2 separate regions of the Oryctolagus cuniculus genome follow, and region 1 is linked to region 2. Evidence: chromatin contacts called from public Micro-C data. All regions are on one chromosome and are shown on one strand. The core of a region is the stretch at or near the end of the contact, and the rest is flanking DNA. Distances in the headings are between cores, read along the strand shown. Region 1 overlaps RAPGEF4 (Rap guanine nucleotide exchange factor 4). Region 2 overlaps MAP3K20 (mitogen-activated protein kinase kinase kinase 20).

Region 1 (2,700 bases), core at 142-2,641, 160 kb after region 2:
TCTCTGTGCTTTTCTGAGGTGCTGAAGCTGTGTCCGTACACTACTATTAGCTGGCATGAATATATGTTTGGGAAGGAGGCACGTGCACCAAGCCCAGGAATACTTATTAGAATGGCAAGATCTAGGTAGTAGGCTCAACTTAAAAAAATACACAGGAACCCCCGACTTCTTCATACCAGGTCCCTCCTGAGAAGGGAGAGAATTCATTTTGTAAAAAGCACAAATCCTTTGTCTCAAATCAATATAGTTATCAAAGTTGAATACATCATAATTAAATCCCATTTGGATTCACATTTTATAAAGGGCTACATTGTTGCATTTGCCATCCGGGATATCCTTACAAAGGTAACCATAAGTAATTCTAAGTGGTCTGTGGGGAAATGAGAAAATATATTTCAGAGTCAGCCGGCCCCACTCCTGAGAAAGCAGGGGAGGCCTTGGCTGTAGCACTCAGGTCAGGGGCTGACGTCACTCAGGAGACCCCAGAGGTGGAAGGCAGCAGGTGCAACCCCCTGCATGTGTTTGCTTTTGTCTTGTGCCCATGATCTTGAAAGAACAAATGCAAGACTGTGGACCTGCCTTTCTGGTCACTGCTCTGTTTCTAACTCGCTTTATCACCCTTGGAAAACCATGACATGTCTCCATGCCCCAGTCTCCTGACACGGAAACAAAGACATAATGACACCTGCTCCTCCGCCCTTCCTTCCCCCCAACTTCATAAACTTCAAGACAGGGCCACGATCTTGGAGAGAACAGGCAGAAGTCCTCTAAAGACAGCAAGCCAAACAGATGCTATGGCCACTGGATTCCCATCTCGCGCTTACAGATCTGGGATTTGTGAACGTCTACAATCTTCTCCAGCTGGGCTGTGTAAACAGCTCCACTCTGGGACAGCAAGCTCAGCGCAGGACTTAATCGTGGTTAATAATATAAACCAATTTATACCGGAGGCCAGGTCCACCTACTCATTCACATAATCAGAAGGGAGAGGGATAAGAAAGGCAAAAACATTTAAAAAACCAAAATCCTGGGTTTTTCAAAAGGCTCTCCTGCGTTGCTTCAGTAACGTAACAGGATTAGGCCCCCAAAGATTTGCTGACCTCCCACATTTGCGTGCAGATTGCTTCTCTCTCCTCCTCCTGGTTGCCTCCGGCACTGCCAGGCTCCGGTGCAGAGAGAAAGCACACATTGTCATAGTTTCCATAATCAACTCATTCCAAATCCGTGAGGGCATTTGTCCCTTGCAGCAAGCCTGCTCAGGCTGCTAGGGAAAGTGGCTTCGCTCTGAGCCAGGAATTCACAAGCAACGTTTCACCAAATCTCTCTTCACCAGGCCAGCTTTTCCCAACGAAGAGCTAGCAGCGCTCAATTCCAAGGGCTTTGGTATTCTGTTGGACCCTCACCTTTCTGGCAAAATAACTCAAGGCATCTGTCAAGCTGAGAGCTATAAAACGCTGTTGAGCTGCCTTTACTTCTTTGTTTAGCGCTGTATGGGATCTAAACTGTTTGGCTCAAGGAAGTGGCCTAGCCCAGGTCACTGGCACTCCCCACCTTCCTCTGCTTGAGCTCCCGGCATTTAGAAAAGGAAAGGAGTCTCACGGCCACAGGCCGCATTTAGCATTTTATTTTTAGCACAGTGGTGATACCAAAAACATGGAAGTAAACAGGAGGTTGTCAGGCATATCCAAATAGCAGGAGAAGATTAAATTCATGTCAGGGAGCTAACTGGCCCCTGCAGTAAATAAATTGTTTCCCACGAAGTGCTGGTAAATAGAATATTTATAAGATGTCTGCTTTTCCTGATGCTCATGGAGATGATTTTCACGTGCCAGGTTACCTCGCCTTTATGCATGTTACTGATTTGATTCTGGCCGAGTTGGACGCACGCTGTTGTAGACGCATGTTCCACTGCCCTCTACTGGTCAGAATGTGTCATGTGGGGACACTGGCAGGCACAGCCTTTCAAGGGGAATTTTGGGGGAAATCTGGGGGCTCCAGGACCCTTTCATCTGAAGGAGGCAAGGAAATCTGAGTAGCCCAGGGCAAGAAGAGGTCACAGCTTTGACTCCAGCATCAATGCTACGAGATATTAATTCAGATATTGATGTCAAACGTTACAAAAGCTAAAAGAAATTCCTCTTTTCCATGAATTCAGTTATTTTTGAGTCTGTGCATAAGCTGCTCCCATAGCCTGCTTTGCTTCCCAAGGGATAGTCTAAGAAAGCAAAACAAAGACATAGCTCAAAAGGGTGATTCTTCCTCTTCCAAGCTAAAGATACTTACTGGGCTGCAATCTTAATAAATTTTTTTAAGAGCTGAACACGCTTGCTGAGCTGGGAACACAGGCAAATCTCAGTGATGACCCAGAACTGGATTTCATTAAATCTTCTCAGGAACAGATCCAAGTTGGCTGTGGTCTTTTTAAAATTGTGCCTTCCAAATGTGTGATAGATTAGCTCCAGCTAGAAAAGCAAGGAAAACAATGTCTCTTAAGGGTTGGCTTTTTAAAATCCAGCAAGCTTGCACGGCTTGGCCATTGGTTTCTCTGTTTTATTGGTCAATGAATGCGAGCAAATGCAGCCACCAACTGAGATGCAGCCTGTCCCGCGGATTTGAAGGGCTTCCAGGAGTCTTGTGAAATATATAAATAGAAGCAAGATTTTGTTGGCTGAATATATGCAGGAAGGCATGGCATACCGA
Region 2 (2,700 bases), core at 105-2,604:
ACCTATGGGAATGGTCGTACGTGGGGAAGAGCTGTGACAGCAGCTGTCATCTGTCTTGGACCCGATTTCTGAGGGCACTGTTTTTGGCCATATGTAGGCTTTAAGATTTTCACGTGGAGAGCAAGCGACTTTCCTCCTGACTGATGCTCTGTTGCCATACTTTTAAAGACTCCCTGTCGCAAGGGTATTAATATCCCACTGACCCTTGGGATAACAGATCGAATGGCACTTCCTTGGGGAAGGCTTTCACAGCAGCCTCGGCCCAGATCAGATGGTGTGGGCCTGTGCTCTCAGGCGTCCGGCGCTTCTCAGCTGCGACGCCTGTCCAGTAGCTATGTGTGGGTTTCCATTTAGCAGTTTGGCAACTGGACACGCTGTGACAAGCATCCTGTGCTCATGGCTCCGGCCCGGCACCTGGGCGGCACCAGCAGAAGCACAATGGATGCTGAACAAACAAATACAACCTGGGTGCTTGTCATGGCAGACAAATGGCCCTACAGGGTTATGTGCTGCTGTATAACACCATCCTTTCATATCATTACCAACAAGGCATTCTCTTCCTCTGTCCTCGTACGTATTGACCAAGCAACAGCTGTGTTTCCAGCATGTTCTAGGAGCTGCAGGGACAGTGGTGAGTGCAAGCAACAGGGGGACATAGTTCAACAACTACCCACAGAGGGCAAGGGCGGGGCTGAGGAGGAGACACGCTCTCGGAGTGCGGAAGGCAGGACTTGGCCTGTTGTGTTATCTCAGCTACCGGAGCCTCAGGGGTGGTGTGCAGCTGCACAGGGGTGGGCTTTAAAGAGGGGAAACTGTATCTGCAAAGCCCCCCTGCAGAGGGAGGGCAAGCGTGGAATAGGACCATGATCTTAAGCTAAGGCCATTGGGGCCAAAACCCAGATGGCCTCATTCAGTCTCCAAAGTCCTGTTAAGTATCTTTCCCTTCATCTTACGAGTGATTGGAACCCATACGAGGGTTCTGATGGGAAGTGATCCGATTACACAGTCACTGATCTCTTACTGCAGGAAACAAATGTTTTGCTTTTTTAATTATTTCAGCCTAAAAATTGTCTCTTAGGACTAGACTTGACTTCACGGTGTTACTTTTGTAGCCCTAAGTAATAATTCACTTAACTCACTCGCCCTAGGGAGATCTTTCAAAGGAATAAGCATACATAGTGTGACTGTAAAATACCAAACAGGAAGCCCAAGGAGACTTGGGACAACAGGAGTCCACAACCTGGTGGTTTTCAACCTGCATGCAGTGTTCAGCCAGCATCAGCAGATGGCGTAAGGCCTCACATTACTGCCTCGGAGCAGAGTTGAGGTTACTCCCACCTCTGCTGAGTCAGGGCAGCAGTGGTGTCAGCTCCCAAACATGCTATTTATACGTGCATCATGTGAGCTGGCTCGGACGGGCTAGCCTGGGCTTACTTTTTCCACTCATACAAGACGGTTCTCTCGTTCCGAAGTTTGTTCTGCACTTCACAACATTTGATAGGATTTATAAGGGCCCAAGTTTTCTTTTACAAGTGTTTTTACAGTGCCCTTGCCCTCTCCAGCAGCAGATCTGGCGCCCGCGCATTTCAAGGCCTGCACAGTTTTCCTCTCTTACTTTACTGGACACAGGCCAGAGCGGGGATGGGGACGGGGACGGGCTGCTCACCAGCGTTTGTCTCAGAAGCCAGGATTTCAGTATTCTTTCCAAACACTGAGGGATGCAGTCAGACAACGCAGACTCTCCCTCTTGCTTCCGTGTGAGAGGGAGGGCTCACCAGGTCTCCTCTCCAAAGGTCTAAAACATTGTTTTCCCTAAGCCACGCGCAGCCAGCAGGACTGTCAGCCAGGGCTCTGTGGCCGGGCTGCAGCGCCAGGACCACCCACCTCCACTCTGCCTTGTTGTGCAGGAACGAGTTGCACTGGTCAGGAAGGCTCGTGTCATTGCGCATGGACTCCAGGATGGCAATGATCTGCTTGAACGACGGCCGTTTCTGCAAAAGGGGAGAGAGTCACATACTGGGCCTTAAGCAGGAGAGCTTTAGAGAAGACACAGGCACCCACAGGCACGGTCATACCCAGCTCAGCCCACCGGGCGGGCGAAAGGAAACGTGACACAACGTTATTTACAGCAGATTCCATATTTTGGATTACTTATGCTGAAGAACATATGCACCCTGGGAGGCAGCAGGTGACGGCTCAAGTACTTGGGTTCCAGCCACCCACGTGCGAGACCTGATTGAATTCCAGTCTCTTGGCTTGGACCTGGCTTAGCTGAGGCTGTTGCAGGCATCTGGGGAGTGAACCAGCAGATGGAAGAGCTCTGTGTGTCTGTCTCTTTATCTCCATTTATCTGCCTTTCAAATAAAATGGAAATAAATAAAAATTTAAAAGGAGAAGGAATAGATTCTGATGTTGTTTTTCTATCCATGTGGCCTAAGCTTGGGATAATTAGTGTTTTTCTCCAGGTAGAAGTTCTCTTTGGGTATGATTAAGGGCTCCTCAAAGGAAAAAAATTAGTCCTTAAAAACATCTATGTGATAAAACTGGTAAAAAGTTAATGGGAGTCTGAGTATCTTGGTGTTCTTGGTGTTTGCTGTACAATTCTTTTTTTTTTTTTTTAAAGATTTATTTATTTATTTGAAAGGTAGAGTTACAGAGAGGCAGAGGCAAAGAGAAGGAAGTCTTCCATCCGCTGTTTCA

Evidence for each region. A called contact is a pair of places that touch in the nucleus more often than the background predicts.
Region 1: a contact with region 2 is called in a Micro-C map of ear pinna, with 14 times the contacts expected there. The contact joins two enhancer-like sites. A contact is called at or near these places in 4 of 6 Hi-C or Micro-C datasets (ear pinna, embryonic fibroblasts, psoas muscle and 1 more).

What each region holds. Positions count from the first base shown.
Region 1 is chr3:68,085,725-68,088,424 of mOryCun1.1, forward strand. It overlaps RAPGEF4 (Rap guanine nucleotide exchange factor 4), which reads right to left. Exons shown (of 30, transcript XM_070070679.1): 24 at 2,284-2,462. Among named protein-coding and RNA genes, the nearest start is that of MAP3K20, 44 kb to the left of the region's middle. Within about 2 kb of position 1,392, at least 4 of the 8 cell types and tissues checked have an H3K27ac peak or open chromatin away from gene starts, as enhancers often do. A contact at or near this core is called in ear pinna, where this site is marked.
Region 2 is chr3:67,922,242-67,924,941 of mOryCun1.1, forward strand. MAP3K20 (mitogen-activated protein kinase kinase kinase 20) reads right to left here. Exons shown (of 20, transcript XM_008258756.4): 10 at 1,885-1,991. Among named protein-coding and RNA genes, the nearest start is that of MAP3K20, 120 kb to the right of the region's middle. Within about 2 kb of position 1,355, at least 5 of the 8 cell types and tissues checked have an H3K27ac peak or open chromatin away from gene starts, as enhancers often do. A contact at or near this core is called in ear pinna, where this site is marked.